2 separate regions of the Arachis hypogaea genome follow, and region 2 is linked to region 1. A link is a contact called in public Hi-C data. All regions are on one chromosome and are shown on one strand. The core of a region is the stretch at or near the end of the contact, and the rest is flanking DNA. Distances in the headings are between cores, read along the strand shown. Region 1 overlaps LOC112723507 (probable alpha,alpha-trehalose-phosphate synthase [UDP-forming] 11). Region 2 holds the start of LOC112723508 (protein SUPPRESSOR OF MAX2 1).

What was found. A called contact is a pair of places that touch in the nucleus more often than the background predicts.
Region 2: a contact with region 1 is called in a Hi-C map of an unstated tissue, with 4 times the contacts expected there. The contact joins the promoter of LOC112723508 here to the enhancer-like site in region 1. A contact is called at or near these places in 2 of 8 Hi-C or Micro-C datasets (leaf and an unstated tissue).

Annotation. Positions count from the first base shown.
Region 1 is chr11:147,438,487-147,444,085 of arahy.Tifrunner.gnm2.J5K5, forward strand. LOC112723507 (probable alpha,alpha-trehalose-phosphate synthase [UDP-forming] 11) reads left to right here. Exons shown (of 3, transcript XM_025774900.3): 3 at 1-261. Among protein-coding and RNA genes, the nearest start is that of LOC112723507, 6.8 kb to the left of the region's middle. Within about 2 kb of position 3,310, at least 3 of the 3 cell types and tissues checked have open chromatin away from gene starts, as enhancers often do.
Region 2 is chr11:147,488,324-147,493,922 of arahy.Tifrunner.gnm2.J5K5, forward strand. It overlaps LOC112723508 (protein SUPPRESSOR OF MAX2 1), which reads right to left and starts at 2,173. Exons shown (of 3, transcript XM_025774901.3): 1 at 1-2,173. The coding sequence starts at 1,095.

The sequences.
Region 1 (5,599 bases), core at 2,060-4,559:
ACACAAAAGTAACAAAGGGAAATGGAAAAATCTTTTGTACAGAACCATACTTACTTTTATAGGTTGATTCGGAAAAACAAAAAAGGTTAATACTTAGAAATTTTTACAGATTAGCTTCATTCATGTTCTTCTTCACATATAACGTGCATCAGAATTTCTTTTTTTGTACTAGAACAACAAAGGAATCTTTTGTTTGTGCACAGTCCAATGAGAACATGCCCAACATTTCTTTGAGGAATAATATAAGACTTCTAAAATAAACAATTTATTTTTTTCTTGATAATGATCAAAATGAGTACTACGTGGATTAGGTCTTTGGAAGTGGCTGCCAAATTGTATATTGAGTGAATTTCCTATTCGTTTGGCTGCCGGCAGAAGCTTCCTTGATCATATGGATAAAGATGAAACTAGAAAAGTTCTCAATTTACTTATCTTCAAGTTTGATGTGAAGTTGTTGAAGGTGGGACATGTTAATATTTGGATTTGGATTTGGATTTTAATTTAATGAAAGCACAAGTATGATATGAAAAAAGGGTGGGATCAGAGCACGCTGATGGAAAAGAAAAGTTGAAAGTACTTGCTGGACATAACAGGCTGGCAAACTTATTTTTCTTTGCTAGGTAATTAAGAAGTGTCACAGATTGTGAAGTGTCATGAACAGTAGTTAATCGTGTACATACGTTCAGACTTTGATGATGAAGGGAACTCGTGAACCAAGTATACCAAGTGTTTAGTAGTACTCACATTTAGGTGAACGATAAATCACATATTTAAATTCATATGGTACTAATTTGCTGATATTTTATTTTGGAAATTTCATATGGTCGGCAGAGTGCAGCACCCAACTACTACTTTTTTCTATGTCAAGGAATTTTCTTTATTTCTTTTGGTAGTTCTAGTTATGATAGCAATTTCCCACTGAATTCGTCATTAACTAATACATTGGTGTACTAGCCTAGTTGATATAACCTGGTTGAACCAGAAAACCCATTAAACTAAAACACTTAGTCAACCGGTTTGAATCACCAATTGGAATACACTCTGCTATAATTTAGTCTATCCTTAGAAGTACAGATATATCAGCTAATGATCCAATAAGATTTGTCCAGCTAAACCACCACTTTGATCCACCAAGACAAGGACTTAGCGTGAATAAATTGTCATTCCCGTTTATTTCAAAATTAAAGAAAAAGTATAGTGTTATTCATATGTATACTATATGGTTGATGTATTGATGTTATCCCTGTGAAGTGTGAAGCATACTTGAGCATGATCTGTTTCTTTAGAGGGAGCTGGACAATGAAAAGAAACAAGCTTCCTTAAACTGTAGTTAAAGTTATCTTGTAATATCTAATATCTAAAATACAAGCACTTGAATGATACAGAAATTATGTCAAATTCATCAGACTTTATTTTCTGCTTTCTTTCCTTTTCATTTAATTTCGAATGGCATCAATCAGCACTCTTAGTCCATGTGAATGCTACAAATGGCAAAACCATGTGTGGCCAACGTGCAAAGGATAAGACTGGCTTTGTACATTGACAAGTGCAAATTAACCGTTAGTGGGAATGCCTTCAATTTTCAAACACATCAACAAGCTCCATCATGTAGCTGTATAGGTGCATACAACACAACACATGCATGTTATGTGATTATTTCAACACTAGTTCTAGTATCAGATGCTACTTATCTTTAAGTCAATCTCTATTTAATTTCTCATAATATATGTATAGGAAATATAATTCTACAGCATGACCAAACCATGGGCTAAAATCTGTTGGAACTTGGTGAGAGAAAAGAGTGTGAATGGAAGAGTTGAAAGTTGAAAGCTGTAGAGGCTAGTTATTCCTACTATATTCATCTGTGCTAACAGATTGCAAGCTTCTGTCTTTATTTTCTGACTCGTTTTCTGTCTAGCTATATAAACACATACTGAAAAGGGTTCAACATAGACTCAGAAATCAGAATGCAGTACATAAAAGAATTCTGACCAATCCACCTCATAGTTAACTTGTCTTTCTATCAAAGTAAAGACCCCTCTGTTCATTGCATTTGTTGCTCATTCATTGAACACTAGCTTGCTATGCATGTGTGTGTGTGAAAAAAATTTACATTGAATTAACAGAACCAGACAACCAGTGGTTGTTGGTAGTACATGGTAGAGTGATTGAACCATTTTTTTTGTATCTGCTGATTTTTTAATAATTCAGTTAAATAGTCCTTTAAAGAAATTGGTTAAATTAGTGGAAAACATAAAAAAAAAAAAAAACTTTCTACAGTTAAATATTTAATATGTTTAATAAGTGTTCTAATAAGACTTAAAATTTAAAAAAATATGCAAAAAAAGAAAAAGGAAAAAAATAGTGAAAGCCAAAATGTTGACTCAACCACTTTTATGACAAAGATGGAAAAGATAAGATGTATCTAATAAGGAGAAATAAAATAAAAAAGCATACACTTGTTGACCCATGATTCAAAGGGGTCCTCTAAGGGGAAGGAATAAGAAATCTAGTTTGCTTATTGTTTAAGATTGCTAAATCATAGCAGCAAAGAATCTTAATTCACCAGTGTTTATCATCAATGTCTTGAAAAAACACACCTTCCTCACACACAATGTTGTTAACAATAAGTCTTAAACAGTTTATCCAAAATTTCATAAGATTGTTACTTTTGGTGGAACTAAAATTTTTATTGAATAGAAAAAATAATTTTCAATTTAAGCAATCATACATATTAATATAAGATTGATATTTAAACATATGAATGGTCAAATTTAATGCATATTTGGATCCAGGACGGAATAACATCACAACTTGGACTCCTTTATGAATGAGCTATACAAGAACAGAGAAAAAAAACGAATTAGATCATTTTATCTTAACAAGGCTTGAATCCCTGAAGGCCACACCTCTGGTTTATAGTTTTGGGCCTTATTTTTTTACAAAGTTTGGACCGGGCTTGGTTGCTTTTTGGTAAGGACTGTTCATTTATTGTTTCTGGACCCAATTGTAGAAAAGGCAGCCCAATTAGAGAGGTTCAATGAAACGGCCCTATAAAAGAGCAACTTAAGCCGGGCTTTGGGCTTTTGTCCGATAGCAATTAGTATGTTTATGGTAAGAAACTTTAGGCCCGCTACATAAAGATTGCTTTAGACCTCGTCCAAGAAAAAAAAAAGGTTGCTTCAGACCAAAAAAAAAAAATTCTAAAGATAAATAAGATATCTATGATTTTGATAAAGAACAATTTGAGTTGGAATTATGTAGCAAAAGAACTATAGTTAGCAAGTTGACATAATGAGATCAAATTTGCCAGCTTGTTCCAGGCCCATCCACTCTGACCCTTATCTTTGTAAAAGATTTGCATTATATGCACATGTCCTATCCTGATTTCTCCATTGAATGTATTTTGAACAATCTCGCTAAAACATTGATTTTCTTTAATTATATAATGATATCCTTGTTACAATTTACGTTTCTTTCCTTCTGGTATGTATATAAATTTAGTAATTTAGAAGCAACAATTGATAAATACACCGAAAAGAAAGACTATACTATTACTATATCTATATGTAACATGGGAGAATTAAAAAGGTAGTTGTGACTTTTCCAAATTTATTTCATATCTATATCATCATCTGAACAAGATATGGATGCTTTATTGCAAGGAAGTTTGTGCAGGCTCCTTAGACACTCTTGTCTTGTCCCCTACCTCAAATCTGTTCATCAATGCAACCATTAATGTCAAAAATTCAATATGGTATGGTTGGTATTTTCTCTTTGATTAAAGACACGTGTTTTTTTTCATTTCCGTCATCAATCAGGTGCACGCATTATCCTTACACTATTTCAAGATGATAAAAATATCGGTACCAAATTTAGTTTCATTTGGGATATGCCTCCATAAATTATATATATATGGGAATTTTACTATTATACCCCTCCCATTCACATGCTGCCCTAGTGGTAGTTGGTTACATGATTATTATACTGAGATGATAAAAGTGCTGAATATATATATAATAAGATGAGGTATTGCATAAGCAAATGATAATATAAGAATGAGATACCTACCACACCACGCACATATTCTCAACTCAAATTGTTTACTTTAATATGGATGAATTTAATTTTGATATATTATCAGTATAAAATAATTTTATATGTGTATTTAATTATGTAATATTAAATTAATAAAAATAATTATTTTTTATATTAATTATGTGAATGATTATTTAAAAAATAAATATAATTATATAACTGTATGAAATATTTTAGAGAAAAATTTAAAACAGCCTCTGACAATTACCTCAAAAGACAACGAGACTTTTGAAAAAAAAAATATCTAACTCGATTCTTGAACTTTATTTTTATGGGATTGATTAGTCCCTGTACCAAAAATAGTAAATGTTGTTTTTTTGACATATAGACTAATCAGTACTAAAAAAAAATTGAGTATTTTTTTTTGAGACCTCATTGTTCTTTTAAAATAATTGTAAGGGTGGAATGAGTATTCACTCAATATTTTATAAATAATATATTAAAATTAAACTCTAATATAGATATGGTCAATTAGGGATGGAGGAGCAGTTTTGATTAGATTAGATTTGAAAAATGTGGTGCCAATCATCTTTGTAATTGCAAACGTGATGGTGCTCAAGTGAGTCACTTTGGAATTGGGGTCCACACTCATCAACTAAGAGGAAAAAAGGTAAAGTGGAAAAGTTTGTTAAAATGTTAATTTAAGCATAGTAGTGATGAGAGAACAGGTAAGCATGGCGCTCTAAAAGCCTGCATATCTACGAAAAGATGAACAATAAAATAAAGCCATGTTTTTTCTTCGTCGGCTACTTGTTCCACCTTCCATGCTATCTATTAATTCTATATATTCTAATTCAAGGGATCTATATATATAGTCTCTCTTTATATATTAATATTTTATATTGTACCATTAAATACGTACATAGCACATATCATACATATTGGTTGAATAATAAGTGGAAAGGGAATATTTTGACAACTCTAACTTCCTTGCCTTTATCTATAAAAATAAAATAATGTTAATAAGTTTAGGGCTAATTAATAAGCAATGCTTCAGATGTCAGCATCTGCTTTTTAAAAAGTTAATTCATTCAGTATTCCTTCTAAGACAATCCTTTGCCTTTTTAGGGGTTTAGGTAAAGACTAAAGAGATCGAGGTATACATCATTGGAGGAGTGTGTGTGAAAGAATTTTCTTTGGTTTTAGTTATTATTATATATATGGATAAATAATGGATTGGTTGGTGCGTAAAAGCTTTTAACTTTTTAGCATGGACTTTGATCTTCGACTTTATAGAACATTACAAAAGCCTAGCATAATCAAAGTAGGTTAAAAGCATATGCTTAACTAATACTATAGAGAAATTTTCAAGTGTGCCGTCATACCGGTATTTCAGTTATTTTTAATCGTTGATTTTAATTATAAAAAATATATATAATATATATAATTAAGATCAACGATTAAAAATCACTATACACCGATATGACGATACACTTGAAAATCTTCCAATACTATATATATAAGAGCAAGCATTATATTCCATATTTTTTTGTATTATTTT
Region 2 (5,599 bases), core at 923-3,422, 49 kb after region 1:
GAACTTCGCCACCAGCCTCCCCATCTCCGCCACAGCAGCACGCCCCGCCTCCGCAACATTCGTCTGCTGCACGTGACCACCACCAACAGCTCCGAACCCAACAGGCTGCTCCACCAGCCACTTCAAGTCACCTAAATTCACAAAAACGCCTCCAGAGCCCGTCGACCCAATCCGGGCCTCAATCAAATCCCCCAACTCCTTCAACCTCGCCGGAATCTGCGCCCTCTCGGCGGGAAGCTCCTTCTCCAAATGAATCACGTGCGTATTCAACCCAACAATCCCGAGCGTACCTTCTCCCAGCTCCTTGCTCTCAATTTTCCTCAGAACCTCCCTCACCGTTGCCTCTGGCTCCGACTCACCCACCAAGATCGGGTTCCTCTTTTTCTTCCTCATCAATATATCCAAAACCCTCTTCACCTCCTCCCCCTTCTGCTGCGGCACCCCCAATTGAACACCGGAACCGGCACCGGCACCCGCTTGCTGCAGCCTTGGGTTCAAGTAAAGGCTCCTCCCCGCCGGAGCCGCTGAAGGAGCCACGGGGGAGGGGCGGAATCCAAGAGCGATTGGACTGGAATTGACCGCCGGAGACGCGGAATTGAGGGACTGTTCGATTGTGGCTTTCACGGCGGGGCTGGAGAAGCTTGCTTCGCGCATGACTCTGCTGACGCTTGGGTCGTCGAGGATGGATATGATGAGCTGCTCAAGCTCGACTTTGACGGCGAGGAGCGGCTGCTGCTGCTGCTCGGGGTAGCCGCGGCGCTGGTGCGCCTGTGCGCGCTTCAGCGCCGCCATGAGTGCGTTGGAGATTGGTGGCTCAGAGGAGGGATTTGTGGTCTGGGAAGTGGGCAAGCGCTCGAGAGCAACGCTGAAGCAGAGCTCGAGTGCCCTGCACTGAAGAGGGTGCGATGAATTCGGGTGAGACTTTATGCAGGCCTGACGCAGGAACCCCGAGGGCGAGGCTAGCAGCGTGGCGGCCACGTGCAGCGGCGTTGTCTGGCCATGGTTGCGTCGGCCGGCCTCGGCGATGGAGTGGTTGAGGACGCTTGCCGCCTCGGGAGTTAAGGTCTGCTGGATGGTGCTCAATCCGGCTCTCATTTCGGAAATCTATGATGATGATGATGATGATTGTAAGTCTCCAGCTCAAAATTGATGAGTTCAGATTGAATTGGGGTAAGAAAAGAAAGAAAGAGATGAAGGATATTATGGGAAGAAGGAAGAGAGGAAGGAGCCCCACAAGTTGTAGAGAAAACGAAATTAGTGTGTGGAGAGGAGAGGGGGATAAGAAAGAAAGAAAGAACACTTGAGAGTATTGACAAATTAGGATTTGCGGGGTGCCTTGCCTTTGGCTAAACAATCAAAACAAGCTTTTTACAAACACAAACAAAATTCAACAAAGTAATACCCCTATCTATCTATCTATCTATCTGGCTACTACTACTACTTTCCTTTTGCTATTGCTTCCCCGTTCTTCCTCTCACTCTCTCTCCTCTTCTTCGATGCGTCGAATTCAACGCCAAAACCAAAATATCAGATCCCTTGCTCCTCCTCCTCCTTCTTCACAACAACATCTCCTCCATTCCTTTTTCTCTCTCTATATCTCTCGCATATCTCTATCCATCTCAATACAAGAAGGAATAAGCGAGCTGTGCCCTCGGAATAAATGGGTAAAGGTCCATAGATGGAGGCAGGTGGTGAATATAAAAGCTACTTTTAACCTTTTTCATTCCCCAAGCTAACTTCTTTTTTCTACAAATATTATATGCATTCAATTTCGCCAATAACTTTTCTATATTTTTGTAAAAAAATATTATTCATACACTAAATATTTTAATATTCATATAAAAATATATTTATTATTAATTCTTTATTTAAATTATTTATTAATAAAATAAAAAATATACACATAATAAAATTAATATTTAATAAAAATAAAAAATTATATTTTTTAACTACGCCACTTATTATATATGTTATTATATTGTTATGTTTGTACCGCAGAGAAAAAAACAACAGAGGGGGAAAAAGAATTGGTTAACTTTATTGTGGCAAGAGAAAGAGAATTAGAGAGAAGGACACAGAAGCGGAGAGAATTTCTAGTAAACGGAGAATTGATGGTTGGATGAAAGTACCATCTCTTGCCAAGATTTTTGAAAAAATAAAATGCTTTCCAAATAGACCAATCTCTTCTGCGTTTTTCTTAAAATAATTAGAATATTCGTTCAGAATATGAAAAGTAAATATTTTTAATTTAATGTATTTAGTATGATTAAAAATTAAAAATATTATTTTCCTATAATTTTTTTATTTTATACAGTCGATTTAATTTATTTACGTGATACTGATTATTGATTGACAGTTTTTTTTATAATAGAGTGAATATAACAATTATTTATTGAATTTATAAAGTCCGTTTCAAAAAGAAAAAAAGTTAAACAACTTTTCTCCGAGTCAAATTTGCGGAAATGGTATTCACACAGGGTAAGATTATTGCTAAATTATATAACCTTTTAAATAAATATTTTCGGTAGATTTTTCTATTAAATTCAAGGGGCTAATAAATTCGATACTACCATAATAGAGGAAAAGAGAACACCTTTTTGGAAAGAGAGAGATGATGATAGGAGAGAGATACTCAGGACTGAGTAAGCTCTTGGATTGACTGCCTTTTTAGTTTCTCTCTCTCTCTCTCTCTCTGTTTTGTTCTTTAGTAATTATTAATTAGTTGTACTGAGTATAATTTGTGCCTCAGTATATAGACTAAGTATATTATAAAAAAATATTTTATAATTTTTTTATTATTATATTGTTAAAATCTATGATGTACGGATACTGAGGACATAGGACATGCTGACACGCGAATTTTAAAATTTTACATAACATGAGAACACGCATACATATAAAATATAAAGTATTTTTTAGATAAATTGTAATGATATTTTGATATTTTATTGATATTAAAATATAAATAAAATTTTTTAATTATTTTTAATGTCTAATTTTAATTATATCAAGTATTTAAAATATTTTTTTATTTTAATAAATAATAATATATACTATATCTAAATTTATTTTAAAAATATATGTTAAGAATAAGATTGGATACGCTGACACGTAATGGTATTTAGGTGTGTTCAGACGTGTCTGGAGAAAAATATTTTCTTTTTTATTAAGACACGATTGGACACCGCAGACACGCGTGTCAGACGAGTGTCGGTGAATGTCGTGTCCGAAATATGTCCGACACGCGAACACGATAATTCAGCGAAGTGTCCGTGCTTCATAGGTTAAAATATATTTTTAGAGTATAAATTAATTAAATCTTTTTTTAAATAATACTTCCTTAATAAAGTTATTAAAAAATAATATTAGAATGATGAATTTTTAATATTAAAAATGTCTAGGAAAAGGCATATATAATTTTTTTCTATAAATTATTAACTAACCGCTGAGTTTTTAAAACTGTAAATAAAAAAGGGAGTTTGAAGGGGGGGAACATGTCCCACGCAGGTTTGGGAGGTAGAGCACACGAGGCGTAAGTCATTGAAGGGTTTAAGAGGGACCCTCACGCGCCTAGGAAATGTGATACTACTTTCTTTCACTCCTTTTTTTGCATTTCAACCAATTTTCTGCTTTTCACACGCAACAGCTACAAAAGGTATCTATCTCACTCTCCTTTCACCTTTTTCAATTTTCATTCATTCGTATGCTTTACTCTCCACCCAAATTACCCCCCTTCACTTTAATCTCTTGTCATAACCCAAAGGTACGTGATCGTCTGGCAAGTTACCATTGCCACATGAAAACACCCACTCCATTTCTTTTCTCTTTTTTTTCTAATCCTTAATTAATTCAACCACATTAAACAAAACTGTCCCTGTCTCTTCATTATGTCAAACTTATTTCTAGATTTTTCTTTTGTCGCATTATTTGACATCAATTGCGACATCAACGTTATACTACTTACTCCTTTATTGTACGTATAAATGTATTACATTATTTATTACATTCTACATACTAGTATATAAATGCTTATTAATTTGATTTTATATATATTTAATATATAATAATAATAATAATAATAAGTATGATATGTATTCAAGTTTTTGACATAGTAAAATCATTTATATATTTGTTTTTATTATTAATTTAAATTTTTGAAATAAATAATTTTAAGATGAATTACTTTAATATGCTCATAATTTTGACATGTATCCAATTATATATTATTATGTATATAAGTATATATTACTTATTATGCTTACATTAGTATAATTAGAGAATCGCACATATTCTGTATATTTTTGTTATAATTTATATAAATTTGAGTGTTTCATTTACAAAGTTTTTCCCTTAAACAAAACAATTTTTAGATTTCTCTTAAGCAATTTATTCAAATATAGCCATTAGTACAATGAACGCGATGAATAAATTTCAGTGATACTAAATGTGTTTGTCATTTTATCTTCGCATTAAAAATGTTTAAACTAAGCTTTGATTCATAATTGTTGTCACTTCACCTTTGTTAGGGAAGAAAACATATAATCCGTGACAAAAAAAAAAATAGACGTATATATAAGTTAACAAAAAAAAATTTGTAACAAAAAGTTTTTAATTAAAAAAAACAGAATTTATCTTATTTAATATTCATTAATTATTATAAAATGAATACTAAATAAAATAAATTCTAAGGGTATTTTTTCGAACTTAGAGACTGAATTCTCCAAACTTCATTATCCAGTGGGTACCAATATGACTTAGGTTCAGTATGGGTAATAAACTTAATTAAGTTCTTTTTAAAAAAATTGTTTAAACAATAAATAGCTATATTAAAAATAGTTTATAAATAAGTTATTTTGTGTTTGAGTTTTTAGTTTTAAAAATTTATTTTATATAAATGTAATAAAAAGTAACAGTATTATGAGAAAAGTAATTTTTTTTTTAATTTTTCTATAAACTCCTAAATAACTTCTTAAAAAGTTATAATTTAATTTTAAAAATTATATCAAATATTAATACTACTACTTTTTATAAATTAAAAACTAAAAAAAATAATTTGTAAAGCTTCCGAAACAAATCCTTAATTTCTAAACTGATAATCATCTATATGTATTTCTAAAAAGAACACCTAAAAAAATTAGGAACACACAAATTAAAGTCATCAAGATCCATACTTCTATTGATTCTCTTATTGGCTTAATTATCATCGCAGGTGCTTTATGCCTCACAAGGACCATGACCTAGTAACACTCAAATAACCAAGTTTAGGATATCGTCATTTGCATAAAGTCTTAAGTATCTATATCCTAACAGTTTATGCAACTCTAGCAGTGTTAAAGACTCAACGATCCAAAATCCTGACCTATAACTAAAACATATTTTGTCAGATTTAGGTTTGTCTATGTTTACTTTATATAATTTTATTGTTGGGATGGGATCATGCTTACCGACTTCAAAATCATATTTCATAACTAAAATACATATTTTATACTAAAATTAATAGTAAAATATATTGTCTTATACAATCAATGCTTTTATATTATATAGTATTGTTTTGACTTAAATAATTTATTTTTATATAAATGATATGTAATATTTATCA